Regions from separate parts of the Mus musculus genome. Here regions 2, 3, 4, 5 and 6 are each linked to region 1. Evidence: chromatin contacts called from public Hi-C, Micro-C and promoter capture Hi-C data. All regions are on one chromosome and are shown on one strand. Each heading gives the region's core, a stretch centred on a gene start, on an enhancer-like site or on the middle of the called end of the contact. The rest is flanking DNA. Distances are from core to core; before and after follow the strand shown.

Evidence for each region. Promoter capture Hi-C pulls out the DNA fragments that hold promoters and counts their contacts. A called contact is a pair of places that touch in the nucleus more often than the background predicts. Capture Hi-C pulls out chosen DNA fragments and counts their contacts.
Region 2: a Hi-C map of nephron progenitors shows a contact between it and region 1, with 2.3 times the contacts expected there. The contact joins the enhancer-like site here to the promoter of Ccdc91 in region 1. A contact is called at or near these places in 1 of 39 promoter capture datasets (embryonic stem cells), 1 of 484 Hi-C or Micro-C datasets (nephron progenitors), 3 of 115 datasets of contacts at active chromatin or transcription factors (acute myeloid leukemia, forebrain and stem cell-derived neural progenitor cells) and 1 of 9 other capture datasets (liver).
Region 3: a promoter capture Hi-C map of neural stem cells shows a contact between it and region 1. The contact joins the promoter of Ppfibp1 here to the promoter of Ccdc91 in region 1. A contact is called at or near these places in 1 of 39 promoter capture datasets (neural stem cells), 4 of 484 Hi-C or Micro-C datasets (CD4 T cells, LSK cells and embryonic stem cells) and 1 of 9 other capture datasets (pancreatic islet).
Region 4: a promoter capture Hi-C map of adipose tissue shows a contact between it and region 1. The contact joins the promoter of 1700034J05Rik here to the promoter of Ccdc91 in region 1. A contact is called at or near these places in 2 of 39 promoter capture datasets (embryonic stem cells and neutrophils) and 1 of 9 other capture datasets (adipose tissue).
Region 5: a Micro-C map of embryonic stem cells shows a contact between it and region 1, with 4 times the contacts expected there. The contact joins the promoter of Stk38l here to the promoter of Ccdc91 in region 1. A contact is called at or near these places in 1 of 39 promoter capture datasets (embryonic stem cells) and 3 of 484 Hi-C or Micro-C datasets (LSK cells and embryonic stem cells).
Region 6: a promoter capture Hi-C map of liver shows a contact between it and region 1, with 6 times the contacts expected there. The contact joins the promoter of Far2 here to the promoter of Ccdc91 in region 1. A contact is called at or near these places in 9 of 39 promoter capture datasets (cranial neural crest, embryonic stem cells, frontonasal cranial neural crest and 5 more) and 1 of 115 datasets of contacts at active chromatin or transcription factors (embryonic stem cells).

Annotation. Positions count from the first base shown.
Region 1 is chr6:147,474,620-147,477,319 of GRCm38.p6, reverse strand. Ccdc91 (coiled-coil domain containing 91) reads right to left here and starts at 1,449. Exons shown (of 13, transcript NM_025911.2): 1 at 1,261-1,449. Gm6288 (a long non-coding RNA gene) reads left to right here and starts at 1,501. Exons shown (of 4, transcript XR_869623.3): 1 at 1,501-2,204.
Region 2 is chr6:146,819,130-146,821,829 of GRCm38.p6, reverse strand. Arntl2 (aryl hydrocarbon receptor nuclear translocator-like 2) reads right to left here. Exons shown (of 15, transcript NM_172309.2): 7 at 1,162-1,302. Among named protein-coding and RNA genes, the nearest start is that of Arntl2, 15 kb to the right of the region's middle. Within about 2 kb of position 1,434, at least 12 of the 459 cell types and tissues checked have an H3K27ac peak or open chromatin away from gene starts, as enhancers often do. A contact at or near this core is called in nephron progenitors, where this site is marked.
Region 3 is chr6:146,887,135-146,889,834 of GRCm38.p6, reverse strand. It overlaps Ppfibp1 (PTPRF interacting protein, binding protein 1 (liprin beta 1)), which reads right to left and starts at 1,341. Exons shown (of 31, transcript NM_001355728.1): 1 at 1,152-1,341.
Region 4 is chr6:146,953,135-146,955,834 of GRCm38.p6, reverse strand. 1700034J05Rik (RIKEN cDNA 1700034J05 gene) reads left to right here and starts at 1,414. Exons shown (of 3, transcript NM_001164236.1): 1 at 1,414-1,546; 2 at 2,249-2,700. The coding sequence starts at 2,293. All of the region lies in intron 2 of Ppfibp1 (PTPRF interacting protein, binding protein 1 (liprin beta 1)), which reads right to left.
Region 5 is chr6:146,723,674-146,726,373 of GRCm38.p6, reverse strand. Stk38l (serine/threonine kinase 38 like) reads right to left here and starts at 1,444. Exons shown (of 14, transcript NM_172734.3): 1 at 1,327-1,444.
Region 6 is chr6:148,046,109-148,048,808 of GRCm38.p6, reverse strand. Far2 (fatty acyl CoA reductase 2) reads right to left here and starts at 1,393. Exons shown (of 12, transcript NM_001347516.1): 1 at 1,297-1,393.

The sequences.
Region 1 (2,700 bases), core at 200-2,699:
ATTGATGACAGGCTCTTTCTCTCTCACACACACACACACCCCAGAGAGAGAGAGAGAGAGAGAGAGAGAGAGAGAACAAACAATGGATGCTTCTCTAGGTGATTTCCTAAAGTTTTCTTTTTCTGTGAAGTATTATGATGATTAATATTTTTCTTAAAAACTCAAAAATCCTGGACTTTCTCATTTTGTTTTATGTTTTTTTCCAATTTGGAGTATGGTGTTGCTAGGCAACCAGTTCACAGTTCCCAGCCCACTGAAACATCTCTAGACATCCTAGGAGACACCAAACTTCCTCACCTCTCACCAGGCAATTCTTCACACATTAACACACCACATAGTGGCACCAAGGTGCAGCGGACCTAGCATCTTCCTGAGCCATTTATCCCAACAGGTGAGGTTCAAACAACCCCAAAAGCAACACAAGGTGTGGCTAAGATGACTACAAGTGCACTTCTCCTCGGTTTCTGTCGCCCAGGAAACTGTGAGTACTCTGCAGGCTTTTGTCTTAAATCCTGAGGTGACAGCTGACCCACCCTGTGACAAGATGGCAATCCCTCAACCACGCAGCATGCAAACATGTTCCATAGCCTTCCACAGAGCCGGGAAGTTTAAAACTAGGGGCGAAGACGTGTCAATGTCTGCACAGTGGAGGGATAAGTCGGAATTCGTGGGCGGCCTCTGAGGGACCTAAGCTGAGCCCAAAGCCTTCACTTCCCCAGAGCGGAGGGCCAAGATCACGGCGGCCTCACCATCCCAGAGCTGTCAGAGCAGCTGACAACTCTTGTGCAAAGCTCCCTCCTGCGGAGGCAGCCGCGCAGACGCGGCATCCTGGGGGGGCGGGGAAAGGTGTGTAACAGACAGAGGCCAAGCGCTCCGCACGATGCTCGCCTGGGGTGAGAACCCGAGACGCCACTGAGGGTGTGTCCAGCGATCAGCTCTCCAGAACTCCGAGTGCACAGTGCGCGCTTTCCCAAGGTCTGAGACCGGAAGGGGTGCGCCGCTCGGCACCGACGGGAACCGCATCAGGGTCAACACTTCCGTTCCGCCGGGGCAACTACAGCGCGGACAACAAGCGGACTTACTATGGCTCTCCACTCGGGACTACCCAAGTGCAGGGCCCCGCGGGCGAGGGCGGGAGCGAGGTGTCTCCCTGACCCAGGTCCCGTGAGTCGCCCGGCCGCGGCCTCGCGACTCGCAGTAACTTGGTCACGTTCCCACCCGCGGCCGAGACCCGGACCCAGACGGCGAGCACCCGATTACCTGCGCCCACCGCAGTGCTCCCCGCGCTGTTGCGCGTCACACCCGGCTCTCAGACACTGGCTCCGGGACACCGGCTACGCAACCACCCCCCTCCCGGTGACTGCTGGCCCAGGAACCCACGTTCGGGCAGCCCACACACCACCCGGCGTCCAGGACATCCTCACCGGAAGTTGATTTCTACCTAGGCCCGCCCAGGCCTGCGCGCGGCGCTCCAGGCATCCGCGGGCGCATCACATGACCCCCCAAGAGGAGGCCAGCTGAGCCTCATCTGAAGAGAGACCTGACCTGTGAAGTGGATTGACCTGATATACACTGGCCTGACCATCCTCAAAAACTACATCATGTCTTTATCTTTTGTCCTGAGCCAAAACAAACTATTCAACAGATATTCCTCCTAACAGAGATTCAGCTGGCTAGGCCACAAGAAGAACCTCCTAGTTGAGTGATTCTCAGGTAATTGACTCTGCTATAGATTGGCTTCGACTTAACGCTTTTCCTGACCTTTCTCAAGATCTACCTCCTAGTAAAGGTTCTCAATCTCTCTTAGTGACAGGCCCATAAAACCACCTACCAAATCTGAATTTTTCTTCTGTCCAGAACTCGAATCTACCACGAGAAGAGCCTTTGCCTCTTACAAACAACCAAAATGTGAGAACTGAATAAAGCACCCGGCACTATGACATGCTCAAGAAATGTTTGACGTGATGTCTGGACCTATCGGCTTAGCGGAACTCTCAAGTTCCTGAACGTGCCCAAGCTGAAAGCTTCTCTAAACCACTGGATTTTAAAGATCTTCAGCGCTAGGACTGTAGCACTTGTAATCAACTCTCTCATAGCAGTTCGTTCATATTCCACTAAAAACAGTTGTTTTTTAGCTGTTCCACATCCTTACAGCAAAGCTGTCAGTCAACATCTTTTCCTGAAGGGAATATGCCATACACTTGGTAGGTTTTTGTTTGAAGGGGAGAGTAATTGTGTAGACTGTCGTGACTGTTACATAGAAATGGTCAACAGGTAGCACACTTCTCAGATGGTTTAGACAACATTCACTTAATTTTTATTGAACGTATACCATTTACTTGGAACTAGTCAAGTGGTAACAATCTGGGAATGAACCAAATATATCCAAGATATTTTACTGCCTAGTGCCCTGATCGTTTGAATGTGAGTCTGTGGACAACTTCTAATCTTCACACAGAGAGCATTATTGGGAATTGCTTTTCTCTTCCTTCCACTGAACAAAATTGACTGAACTATCTTTAATCTCTGTACTGAGTGGGAAGTATCAACAGGATCTTGACATGCCTTCACTGAGCTGGGCAACTTGAAGTCCTTAGTGAACAACTAATACTGAGCAGGTCACCTCTTCTGACCTTTTCCATCCTGCCCATTCTTTGCACAAATAAGTTGTATTTCTCTTATAGAAATTTGATGCTTCCT
Region 2 (2,700 bases), core at 185-2,684, 660 kb after region 1:
CTCTCTCTTCCTCCTCCCCTTGTCCTTCCTCTTTCCTTTCTTCTCCCTCTTTCTCCACTTTTTCCTTTTCTTTTTTTTCTTTTCGAGACAAATGTATTCTGAAGCCCAGGCTAGCCTCTAACCAGCTCCCTATGTATACCAGGCTATCCTCTAATCCCTGATACTATTACCTCAGCCTCCTAAGTGATTGCAGGCCTATAACACTATGTCTGACTATAATGAAGAAACTTGCAAATCTCTTACTGTTGGTTATGATGATGATTAATAGACACATATGGCCATACATACTACATCCCCGCCCTACTGGACTACATAGTAAGACTCTGTCTCAAAAAGAAGCAAGCAGGAGTTTGGAGTGGTGGTTCAGTAGTTAGGAGTGCCTGTGCTCTGTCAGAGGAACTCGGTTCAGTTCTCAGCACGTGCATCAGGCAGCCCACAGCTGACCTTAGTTTCAGCTCCAGGGAATCTGATGGCCTCAATTGGCACTGGACTCACTTGTGTGGGCATACACACGCATACACACACACACACACACACACACACACACACACACACTTAAAAAGCAAGATAAAAAATTATTTTAGGGTTGGGCATAGTAGCATGCACCTTTAACTCCAACACTCAGGAGGCAGAGGTAGATGGATCTGTGTGCATTTGAGGCTAGCCTGGTATACACAGTGAGTTCCTGGGTAAAGCTACAAAGTGAGACCCTATCTCAAAACAAAAACAAAACACAAAATAAAAAGACAAACAAACAAGCAAAAAGTTTTTTAAAAAGAGATTGAACTTTGTTGTTGTTTGAGTTTTTATTTTACTATTTTATCTTTGAGATAGGGTATTGCTACATAGCCCTGCTGGGCTTGAATTCACAGAAATCTTTCCCGCCTCTGTTACTTGAGTGTTAACTACGCTTTAAGGCCTACATCACGTCTCCCAAATCTAACTTAAAGTTCTCTTCGCTACAGATTCAGTAGCACAACAGGATGTGCACCTGGTGGTGAGCCAGTGTAAATAATTTCAGTTTAAAAACAATCTTACTTAGACGCTTTGAATCCTATTTCTTGCCGTGACTATGAAACTTACTTTTTCCTGGATAGAAACTACTTAGGACCTTGCGTTTTGCACCAGGCTCCGAATCACCGGCTCTCCCGGGAGTCTCACCTTTCTTCTTTGAGCAGGACGAGCATGGCTGCTCTTCTTTGACAGGGACGGTACAGCTCTTCATTCTAAAGAAGAAAGATCGTCTGGAGCCAGAATGCATGCGTGGTCGCCCAGTGTAGGGGTGACTGTAAACCTGAGAGGCTTTCACAGCAGCAGGAATGAGAACAGAATAATCACAGACGTGCTAACAATCCTCCCCGTCCCTTTCTCTCTTCTCTTAAAAAAGAGATTCATCTTTGCACATGCTCATGCGCGCGCCTGCTTGTGCGCATGCTCAAGCGTCGCGGTTACGCCTGGCCCGATGTGGGTTCTGAGAACCAGCTCGGGTCTTGAGGAACAACAGTAAGCGTTGTTAGCTCTCCAGTCCCTTCTAATGTTTCACCATATTCAGATATATTCAGTTTGTCTTTTCTTGGCAGTGTTTTGTTTTCGAGGAGAGAGTGTAGGTCTGGGGGGTGGGGGTGGGGCTCAAACTTTAGAGTGTTGGAGTTGCAGGCATGGATCACCACACTCAACAATTTAAAACACTTGCAATTTATCTTAAGACTTCCTTCAGGGAGTGAGTTCAAAGCCAGCCTGGTCTACACAAGGAGCTACAGACCAGCAAAGGCTACATAGTAAAACCTGTCTCAAACAAAAATTAAAAACTGGTTAGATCATTATTTCTTTAACTTTTAAAAACTATGTTTATTTTATGTGTGTTGTGTTCATCCAAGTGAATGTCTATGTACCAAGTGCATGCCTGTGTGTGCCTGTAGAGGCCAGGAAAGGGCATCAGACCCCCTGGAGCTGGAGTTCCCGGCAAGACTGAGTGTGTGCTGGGTCCAGAGCCTGGATCATCATCTGCAAACGCTGCAACTGCTCTTAAGTAGAGACGTCTCTTACCGCTGTTTCTATATCATAGTAGTCATTTGGCACTAAACATTTTCATATGTCGAGTATCTCTGGACAATGAATATGTATACTTCCTAAGCCCAATTATACAAGATCTTTCATACCAGGGAAATCTGGGTCATATACAGAAGAGAAGAAATCCCCAGCAACTTTTTAACCTCAAGTAATATTGTCTTACAAAAGTTTTATTTAGATTGAAACTATAAGCAATCATATATTCCCACACAGTTATCTTCATATGAATACACTTAGTGTATATGTCTGTAGGGTAAAGGAATTTTCCTTCCTCCCTCCCTTCCTCCTTCCCTTCCTCCCTCATTCCCACACAGTTACCTTCATATGAATACATTTAGTGTATATGTCTGTAGGGTAAAGGAATTTTCCTTCCTTCCTCCCTTCCTCCCTCCCTCATTCCCACACAGTTATCTTCATATGAATACATTTAGTGTATATGTCTGTAGGGTAAAGGAATTTTCCTTCCTCCCTCCCTTCCTCCCTCCCTTCCTCCCTCCCTCCCTCCCTTCCTCCCTTCCTCCCTCCTTTCCTCCCTTCCTCCCTCCCTCCCTCCCTCCCTCCCTCCCTCCCTCCCTCCCTCCCTCCCTCCCTCCCTCCCTCCCTCCCTCCCTATCTCCTTCTAACTCCTAT
Region 3 (2,700 bases), core at 92-2,591, 590 kb after region 1:
TGTCCCTGATGGGCATTCTCTTGTAATATGAGGAAACCGAGATTCAGGGTCTGAGCACACTTTCCAAATGTGTGGCGTGGCTCTGCAGTATTATATAGGGATTCTGGGGTTCCACCACAGTCCCCTGACTGGAATCTGGGGTATATTACAGGGAGTCTGGGTCCCATTGCAGTTCCCTGAATGGAGCGTATGGTATTATTGGAGTAGTTCCGGGGTGTGGGGTCCCACGAAAATTCCCTAACTGAAGTCTGTGGTGTGGTGGAGACTCTGGGGTGTAGGGTCCCAGAACACTTCTGTAATTGGAGTTCTGTGGTATCAGAGTCTATGGTGTGGTGGGAGGACAAGTGTGAAATGGGCTCACACTGTCCTGAATGAGTCTGTGGCGTGGTGAGATACCCACTGTGTAAAACTGTGCGCATGTCCCTGACTAGAGTTCCATGGTACTAGGATTCTGGGGTGTTCGGGTCCCAGCACATTTCCCTGACTGGAGTCTGTGGTGTGGTGGGGAGTCCAGGAGTGAGCTGGAAGCACACTTCTCTGACTGGAGGCTGTGGTGTGGTGGGGATTCTGAGGCGTGGGGTCCCAGCACACTTCACTGATTGGAGTTCTGTGATTCAGAGTCTATGGTATGGTGAGGGGACGAGTATGAGATGGGCTTATACTACCCTGGCTGGAGACTGTGGGTGTGTAAGGGGTCGGGGAGTCCGGGTGTGAGCTGGGAGCACACTTCCCTGGCTGCAGGCTGTGGAGGGAAGTCTGGATGTGAGCTGGGAACACACTTCCCTAACTGGAGTCTGGGGGGGGGGGTGCTGGGGGGGGTAGACCGGGTGTGAACTGGGAGCACATCTCCCTGACTGGAGACTGTGGTGTGAAGGAGAGACCGGGTGTGAGCTGGGAGCACACTTCCCTGACTGGAGTCTGTGGAGGGGAGTCTGGGTGTGAGCTGGGAGCACACTTCCCTGACTGGAGTCTCTGGGGGAGTCCGAGCACACTTCCCTGACTGGAGTTCTGTGCTGTGGGGAGTCCGGGTGAGGGAACCGAGGACCCAGACGAGCCCTTCCTGTCACCCCGAAGCTGCTGCCCCCCACTCACTAGAGATCCCCGAGAACGCGGGCGCGGGTCGCAGAAGGAACCGCCCGCGGCTGGCTTACCTGAGGCGGAGGGCCGCCGAGCTCCACAAGTTGCAGTTCCGCCTCCCGGGACCCGCCCGGCTGCCAGATCGCCACTCTCGACGCGGCCGCCCCCGCGCCCTACACGGCGACAGGAGCCGGGGCCGGAGCACAGCGCCCGGCTGACATCACCGCCGCCCAGGTGCCGCCTCCCCTCGGTCCTCCTCGTCCCACCGCCCCGCCCCTCCCCCGGCGGGAACCAGCCCCAGGGGCGGAGGGGGCGGGGCCTCGCGCTTGCGGCCCGCTGATTGGCCGGGCGCGCGGTCACTCCGAGGCGGCGCCTGGTCTCCCACATTCCTGGCCGAGCCCAGCGGAGCTGGGAGTGGGCGTCGGTGGGGAGCGCGCCCGGTCCGCTGCGGTCCGTAGGGCGCGGATAAAGGGCTGCGCTGAGCCGGGCGGTCGCTCGCAGCTCTTCCCGGGTCAGAAGCGACGCTCATCCCGAAAGAACGCCTCTGTGTCGCGGACCGAGCGGACGTGGCGGGCGGGGAGCCCCGCGGATAAAGTAAAAGGCCCCGGAGGGGAAACTGAGGACTTACAGAGACTGAGCGGACGAGGATCCCAGAGGTGGCCACCCTAGTTCCGCGTGGTCATCTAGCGGCGCTCAACCACGTGGCTGCTTTTGCATTTAGTAACGAGACAAAAATAAAAATAAAAAGACACGCAAGCTTCCAGAGAAATAAAATGAACTCTCCAGAGGGAGGGGGTAAATGTTTTACTATTTATATTTTTTCGAGGTTTTCCCCCCCTCTCCCCCCCCCCGCTGTGACACATATCAAGGCTGGTCTTCAAATTGTTATCTTTTTACCTTAGCCTTCCTAATAGCTGAGGTTACAGGCCCACACTCAGCAATAACCTGCTTTTTAAAGATTTTTTATTATTATTTTTGTTGGAGTTTGTTGTTGTTGTTTGTCCTGTCGTGAAACTGTGTGTGGACCAGACTGGTCTTGAACAGCTATCTGCCTGCCTCCGCCTCAAACTATTCAAATCAAAGATGTGTACCACCACACCCAGCTATTTTTGTTATTTTGTTTAATTATGTGTAGTATGTGTGTGTACCCATGGAGGCTAGAAGCATTGAATTCTCCCAGTTGTGAGATAGGGGCTGTGGGCTGAACTCAAGTGTTTCTGCAAAAAGAGCAGAAGAGGTTAACTGTTTGGCCATCTCTTCAGGCCCTATGCTGAACTTTTTAAGTCCCATAAGGCTTCTGTTTTGATGCACAACTGAAAAGGGAGAACCCTCACAACTGAGTTCAAACCACATGATAATAATTACTGTTGAACCAATTGCAGTGACTGAGCTAACAATTAAGAATTAACTACTATTTACCCTCTGGTGGATATCAGCTGTGTAATCCTCTTGGCTGCAAAGTCAGGGAGATTCTCAGGAGCCCTTCTTTCAGTTTCCCCTGTCAGACCCAGAACTGAACTGAATAATGAAAAGCAGCTTTATGGATACAGAATATGATTAGTTTCTGTTAGCTTTTTGTTGGCTATGAGCCTCCCCAGCCCCCACCGCCGCCGCTGCCACCAC
Region 4 (2,700 bases), core at 165-2,664, 520 kb after region 1:
ATTCTGCCTGCTGCTATTCATAGTCATCTTCACTTACTCTAGATTCTTTTTACCATCTGTCTGATTTTCCAAAACACAATAAACACTCTAGGTAGACTTTCTGCCACTGTATTTCTATGGTACAGGAGACTGCAGAGAGTCTCCCATAGGCTAGTCAAGAGCTCTACCACTGAGCCACACCCACAGCCCCGAGCCCCACTTTCTATTAGGTTAACTTGGCTCTGCCTCTAGGTTAGGTTCCTTCTCAGCAGTCAACTTTGAGCATGTCTGCCCTCCCCTCTCTTCTCACCCATCTCCACCTTTTCCTTCACAGTGCCCTGAGGACTAGAAGAACAAGAATCATCTGAATGTCTGAATTTTAAGCATTTTGCTATTAGTCTCCTAAGAAGACCTCAGCTTGTTTCTTGGGAAGCCTACATCCTATCATCCCTTCAAACTTTTTTTTTTTGTCTTTTGGTAAAACCATTGCACCCAAATTATAATGTAGCCAAAGGGAGAACTGTTGGCCATCAACAGTGTCCACAGTTTCTAAACACAGCAAGTGGCACTCACCTCACCCTCCTAGCCAAAGGATTCCCACTGGGTCTTTTGAATGTACTCAGGGGGGATGGTTTCTACCATGGCTCCCTTGCTAGACTGGGTTCCTTTACTATGACCCCCATAGTCAGGTTAGGTTCCCAGCATCCACATCAGGAGACTCACAACCATCTGTAACTCTAGTTACAGAGGACCCAAGGCTCTGGCATCTATGTGGTGTACATACACAGACACACATACATGAAATCATTAATTAGTTAGTTAATTAATTCCTGCTACAAGTGGCAGAACATAGGGTCTGAAACTTGTTAGGCACTCAACTGTCCGGTGTGTGTGTGTGTGTGTGTGTGTGTATGAGGTATTTCTGATATAAACTAAGACAAGAGGATACCAGCCTGAGCTACATTCAATCTTCTTGCTTTGGTCTCCCAAGAGCTAGATTACAGATATATACTATATGGTCATCATTCATTAATTTCAAAAGCAGCAAAATAAGTAGGTAGCCTGCATTCTCTAGAGACACAGAAACAACAGGAAATTTTAATGTATAAAAAGAGACTAGTTACAAAGAATTGCTGAGAAGTTCCAAGATCTGCCCCCTGTAATCTACAGACCTAGCATGGCAGTGGAAACCTAAGTATGACATGTAGCAGACTAATGTGCAATCTTGGGGGATGGAAATCTTGGGGGATGGAAATGAGGGAAAATGTGAGAAAGATCTCATGGAACTGACTGATTCTAATGAAGAGAGTGCAGCCTACTATTGTATGTGCTCAGAATACTCTGAAACTGAAGGGACAGATCCTGTCCCTTTACATAATTCTGACCATAACTTGGTTCCTTTGTTGCCATGGTAACCAACAGTCTTGGAACACAAACTTCTCAGAAGCAGTTGGGCTTTACATCACTGAGACATGGGCTCTGAAGGGTTTCTGACTCCATCACTTTGTCTCCACTGCTGGAAGCGCCTGTCTCATCTGGGCAGCCCTCAGATCAGGGCATGACAAAGGCATGAGCATGTGTGTGAGTGTGAGTGTGTGGTCTTCCAGGTTTGCTTACAGGGAGATTATGGAAAATGCAGAATAAACATGCCATCAGATGGTGGGAAGATGGGTGCTCAAATGACAGTCACCTTTCTGGAAAGCATTCTGGTATCAATTATTATGTCTATATATTTATGATCTTTGGTCCACTAACTCCATGGATCATGGTATGGTCTTAAGTAACCTAGTGATCATTAATCAGCCAAGTTATTGAGTATCAGTAGGTGACACCTAAGGCTATTTAATAAGAAAGTAGTTAAGAATATTAGAATAGCCATAGGTTATTATAAACTTGATAATAAGTTTCTATTGATGTGAGAACCACATGTATTTGGATATGTGTGTATATGTACATATGCGCACAGATATACATATATACTAAGAAATTAGTTACCTTGACCTCAGAAGAGTGGACTGAAAACATACTTGACTCTAGTCACACTTCCCTGTCATTTTCAAATTCTCCTTTTTGTTTATAAGCTCTCTCAGCTACTGTCAAACAAATAAGAGGCACAAAGAAGAGATGCCAGAGTGTTTTTGTCTTTACAGAGGCAGAAAGTACAAAAGGGTGGACTATACAGAGTGGAAGGAATAGTTTCAATAAGAAAAAGGAATGGGTCATATAACTTCCCCCCATAATATCATTTACTAATTTTTTTCTTCTGAAGTTTCCAGAATCAAGGAAAACTTGAGATTGGACACTCTCAGCACCATGACAACCTCACCCTCCAGCAGTGACTACAGTAGCACAGAGGATTCTATTTATGAATGCAAGTCCAACCAGAGCGCCTCGGTGGGCTACTACCCCTCTGAGAACACCTTTTCCTATGAGGACCTGGTCTCCCGTGAGGAGACAGCCTCTGTGGATTCTTTGGTCCATTTCCTCCCTCCTGTCCAAAGCACCTGGAGGACAGAGAGTTTAAGGAGACTCTTCAGGAAACGAGATCAGGTGGAGCATGACCCAGAGCAGTTCAGCAAGCTAAGCATCACACTGGCCTGGGATATCGATGTGGACTCTAACCATGCAGACTCTCTTGCTAATCTGGATCTAAATGCCCATAGCCAGTGGATGGATAAGTGGCCAGAAGACAAGACAAAACTGACTCCCTGCAAACTGTAT
Region 5 (2,700 bases), core at 195-2,694, 750 kb after region 1:
CTATGATCAAAATATATTTAAAATTTAAAACTGTTTTAAATAATAAAAACTGCAGAGAACACCTTTTTATTTAGACAGCCTTAGTTTCTATTCTTTGGCTTATTTGTAAGCAAACTCAAGAAAACAAGTGCTGAGACTTCCAGTATTCTATTTAATGTGGTTTTTCTGAGTCTAATTTGTTCATTACTTAACAGCAAGGCCTTTCAAAAGAGCACGGAAACTACACCGAACTATGCTTCTCATTCTAAACACATCCCAACAAATGGGATGCCTAATCGGGCCTCTAACTAGGAGAAAAAACGCTCAGCAGAGCGAAGGCAAATACCAAACTTTTATCCCTTGTACTTCTTCTGAGACCAGGATTTTCCAAATAAAAGTACTTTTATGACCTCGCGCAATATCATAATTTATCGTATATTTAACTAAATTATCTCCCCAAATAGACACAAGAGCAACTAACTCAAATAAAGTGCCTCTTGGCCACGAGGGAAAGAGCATAATAAACTTAATTGTTTTATATATCCTGAGGCGTAAGAGAAAAACCTTTCCATTTAGGCTTGTGCGTGAGACATCAAGACAACTTGATATGCAAATTGCAAGGCTTATTGACTTAAAGTAGGGAGACCTGACCGATTTAAGCCACGACTGCCAAATAAGGGGTAATCACCACCTTAAAACCATTGAACTTTGTTCGCCTGGCTTCTTGGCAGTCGTGTGGCTAATACCAGAGCCAAATCCATAAGTGGCTTCTACCGAAACGCGTCCCAAGTTGCAGAGGAGCCGGAGAGCGCGCCGGCTCTGCACCGAGTGAGTCCCGAGGGGCGGCAGCAGCGCACCTCTACACCAGCCGCTGCTCCAGACCCACCTCGCATCTCTTCACCGCGTTTCTCCAAACTTCGGGACCCAAGAGCGACCCCGCAACAGAGAAAGTAGCATCGGTGACAGGGACGCCGCGGCTCGGGCACAGTTTGCCGTCGCTGTGCACCGGCAACTTTGTGCCGGCGAGCCGTGCCCTCTGCGTCCGGAGGGGACGGGAAGGTGGGCCCGGAGCAGGACGCGCGCGGGGCTGGCGGCTCCGCTCCCGGTACGCAGGCTGCCGCACCCGGCTCGGCGAAGGCCCCGGTGACTGACAGGCGGTGGGGGCGCGGCCCCGCCTGCAGCCCGGGGACGCCGCGCACGGCCGCGGTTCTCCGCTCCGCCAGGGACACCTGGGCTGGGCGCCGCGGGCTGTACCGCGCCAAGCCCCTCACACCTCCCCGCAGCGAGCGCCGCCCTAGCCCCGCGGCCCTGCCCCGCGCCGGCGCCGGTGCCCTCGCCCGCTCTCACCTGCCGGTGTCGCCCGCGCCCGCTCAGCCTCCTCCTCAGTCACCGCAGCCCGCGGCGCGCGTCTCTCGCGCCAGGCCCCGCCTCGTCCCGCCCCGTGAGGCGGTGCCAAAGCGGCCGCGCCAGAATCTCGCGAGACTTGATCTCCTAGATTTTTTTTTTTAAAGGGGTCGCCCCTGACGTCATACGCACCCAGGCGGAAGTGTCCTTCTGGCGTCAGCGCCAGTACCGACCCCCACCTTCGCGGGCGGAAGTGTAGGTTGGTCCAGGAACCTGAGCTCAGTCTAATCACTACTGGGCGTTGTAACGTTCTTGTCTCATGGCCCTCTCCAGTTCTAACTGGTTCTGCCTGACCCTGAGAGAGGCCTGGTGTGATGGAGCTCTCCTCAAGGCAATGCAAAGATGGCTCCATAGAGGAGAGATCACCAATGTAGCAGCTCTGTGACTTCCACGTCTCTATAACTGAACCCGAAAGGCTTAGGAGGATTTAGAATTTAGGAAGACCACAAGAAACTTACCAGCATACATGAAAATTTGCTAAACTTACCTGAAAAATCCCAGAGCAGTTGACAACATAACATACAGCATTAGGCTAGAAAATTGTCGTCGTCATTGTCTCTTCCCTTCGCATCAAAGGTAGGCAGGCAAACTTCAGGACCCGCGGACTAGCCAAACACTATACACTGTGTGTCCTACACACACCTACTCTTAATTTATACATCCAGCACAGTAAGAGATTAACAACCGAACCATAGATTTAAGCAACCTCAACAACATTTACTTTAAAAAAACAAACAAACAAACAAACTTTGACGCCAGGTACAGTGTTTCATGCATGTAATCCCATCACCAAGGAGGCTGAGGCAGAAGCTGCGGCAAGTTTGAGACCAGCCTGGGCTACATAGTGAGTTTGAGCCCAGCTAGAGCTACAGAGTGAGACCCAGTCTTAACAATACAAAAGCAGGCTAAATCTTATCTTTGATGTAGACAGCCAGCTGCTCTTGTGCTTTGGGGCTATTATGAAATAAAATGAGGATTATTGGAACAAGGACCATGCCTCCCAGGGGGCCAGGAGTTTCACATACACAACATTGACACTCCAGAGGAACTGCTAGCGTCCTGGGAGCAACACAGTGAGGGGAGTGAGAGACTTCATTGGCTACTTAGAACGGCATTTTCAGTTTAAAACTGGTGAATCATTTATTTCTGGAATTTTCCACTTCATAATTTTGGAACATGGTTGACTGTGGGTACTGCCAAAGTGAATCTGTGGATAAAGGGAGAAGAGTGTGTGATATTTAGAAAATCACTTTCCCATGGAGAACACAGGGGAGAGTTTTGGGAAAGTGACAAGAGTTTTGCTTTTTAAGATAAAAC
Region 6 (2,700 bases), core at 144-2,643, 570 kb before region 1:
ACAGACAATTGTAGCCTAATATTACCATTTGGAGTGATGGGGGCGGGGGGGAATCCCTTGAGATAGGAGTGGAAGATGCCCTTAGAATAAAGGAAATAAAGAGTAAGACACAGGTCTTTAGAAACACTATGAACGAAATCACTGTCCTTGAAGTTTGGTCAGGAGAAACCTCTTGGTTATCTCTAGACACTGCCAAAGTCCAAGATGTGAAGTTTGCTGAAATGAATACCTGTGCAGTTTATAAGACGCCTTAAAATTTATTTAATCTCTTTGCCCTATTTTATGACTTAGAATAACTATGACCCCAAGTCAACTCTCCAGATCACATAGATGGAGAAGCAGAGAGACAAACTGTGGGGCTACAGGCTGAGTCTTACACTTCCATTTGCAATGTCAAACTCTGGAGACGGCCACAAACAAGCAGAAGCACACAACCCTATTGAGTTTCCTGCTCACTTGGTTCCTTGCTCACAAACGATGGAGCATTCACTCGGCATGACTCAAAAGGTAGCCAGAGTCTTACAGATAAAGAGATAATAATCACGATAGCTCAACAGTAGGTAAATAATGTATGGAACAAAAAGTGTTCATTATCTTACCCCAAAAGGAGACAGGAAGGAGACTGGGGTCAGGAGCCTGACAGGGGCAAGGCATTCTTAGGATGGGCATAAATTATACTGACTGCAATCTCACCCCCAGAGGTGTGTGAACAGCCTTCCTTAAGCCACCTGTCCTAGCTGGAGGCCCTGACACCTACCCCTCTTGTTCTCTTCATGATGCCCAAGTCACTGGAGGAAGTCAGAAACTTCTGATCAGGGACAGACCTATTTGGTCACTGAAGCCTACTTCACCCTGGGGTTTATGACCCTGAAGAATCTCTAAGTAAGGGTCTGGATACTCACAGCCTGAGGTGAGCTAGTGGGTAAGGGAGGACATGAAAAGGGAGCATTGTACATGTGGCCTGGAAATATATGCTGTCTCTAGGAGTAGCTCCTGAACTAGGAAGGCTTGGGTGGGACCAGCCAGATACCCCTGTACCTTGGTCCCCAGTTACTACTGAGAGGTTCCCATGTTCACCTTGCTCAGCCCTTCCCAGTTTTCCAATGGCTGTGCATCTCACCTAGCAGACTCAGAGATACCTAGAGCCTACAGGACTCTGGAGGACTGTGAGTGGCCAGGGACGCGAGGCAGGGCCACCGCTTTTCTCCTAGTGCCTGCCTGCTTTACAGCCACAGTCCTCAGGTCCCCCTAGCCTAACCTTCTGGCCTCCCCGCCCCGCTCTCTTCCTTGTGGTACCTGCTGCTTCAGTGCGGTTGACTTGCCGGCTGGTGGTCACGGTCCTCCCGGAGATGAAGGAGGCACTCGAGCTTTTCTGAACCGCGCCTCTGCTCTCCCGGCTCCCAAACGTGACTCTCTATATATCCGGCTCAGAAACTGGGTGTGGGGCGGGAGGAGCGCACCCTCCCTCCGACCTTCCTGGTCGCTGCTGGGCGCCCAGCCGAGGCCTCTGCCAGGGCGGGAGGAGTGCCGGGGCCTCGGACGCACAGGCCCCGAGGATGGCATCGCCTGGGCTTCGGGTGTGTTCCCCCTTGGTGTGCATTGTTGGGTGAGGGGAAAGTTAGCTGGGATGGCGCCCTGTCTGGAAAAGCAAAGGAAGGAGGGAGGGGAAGAGAGAGAAAGAGTCTGATTTGATTCATTGCAGGAGCGATCACTTCCTATTGCACTGGCAAAATGCACTCCAGATCCCATTTATCCATCTCTTCCGCACCACACGCCAGGTGGATGGAAGCTGCAGAGGAGCTCGGCAGGGATGCGCCAGCTCAAGGGCTTTTAAACAGTCAAGGGGTGGCAGGTGTGTGTTTTGGGGGGATGGGAGGGGGCAGGCAACAGGGAGGTTTGAGGTGTGGAGAGCAGAAACCTGATTCTTGCTATCTGATGCGCAGAGACCATGGATGCTAGGGGAGAAACAGGCAGAGGAAATCTCTGGGACTTCCCCAGGAAACGCTTTCTTTCATCTCTTGGTAGCTTTAACAATTTTATTTTATTTATATTTAGTTATTGGTAAATTTTAGACAGAAACCCTCCAGCTGCCAGGAAGTCATAGAATGATGGACCGCGGGAGAGCAAATTTCCCCCCAACCAGAGAGGAAACCTGGCCAACGCCCACCTCAGTTCTCTGCACAATGTGGAAGATAGTCTTCCAAATTTATAGTCAGTTAAGGAAAGTGGGAAGGAATATGGCCCCAAAATTATTCTGAATCTCATTATGACAGGTGATATGCACACAAAAACACCAACTTTGAATCGTGAAAAGTTGAAATTAATGAAACAAGGAACTCCATCCATTAAAAAATCTCACACTTCTCTTGAATTTGCTGATTCTGGACTCTGTTTAATTAAGTATGTTAAGGGAAGTGTAAACCAGAGATAGTCTTACATAGGTGGCTATGTAAAAGCAAGAGAAGAGAACAGGACTTGACAAACATGCAGTTACACACACACACACTCCACTGGAGAAAATATCTGAATGTGTCCTCAGACCCAAATTCTGTGAGTATACTTGAAATGATCCAGGAAAATGATGGTAACAAGATATAGAAATCTTTCACTTGCAACCCCAGCTCTTCAGTATGCTAGGCCAAGAGGGTGGCAAGTTCAAGGCCTCCCTGGGGGCTACCTGGAAAGTTCAAGAGCAGCTTG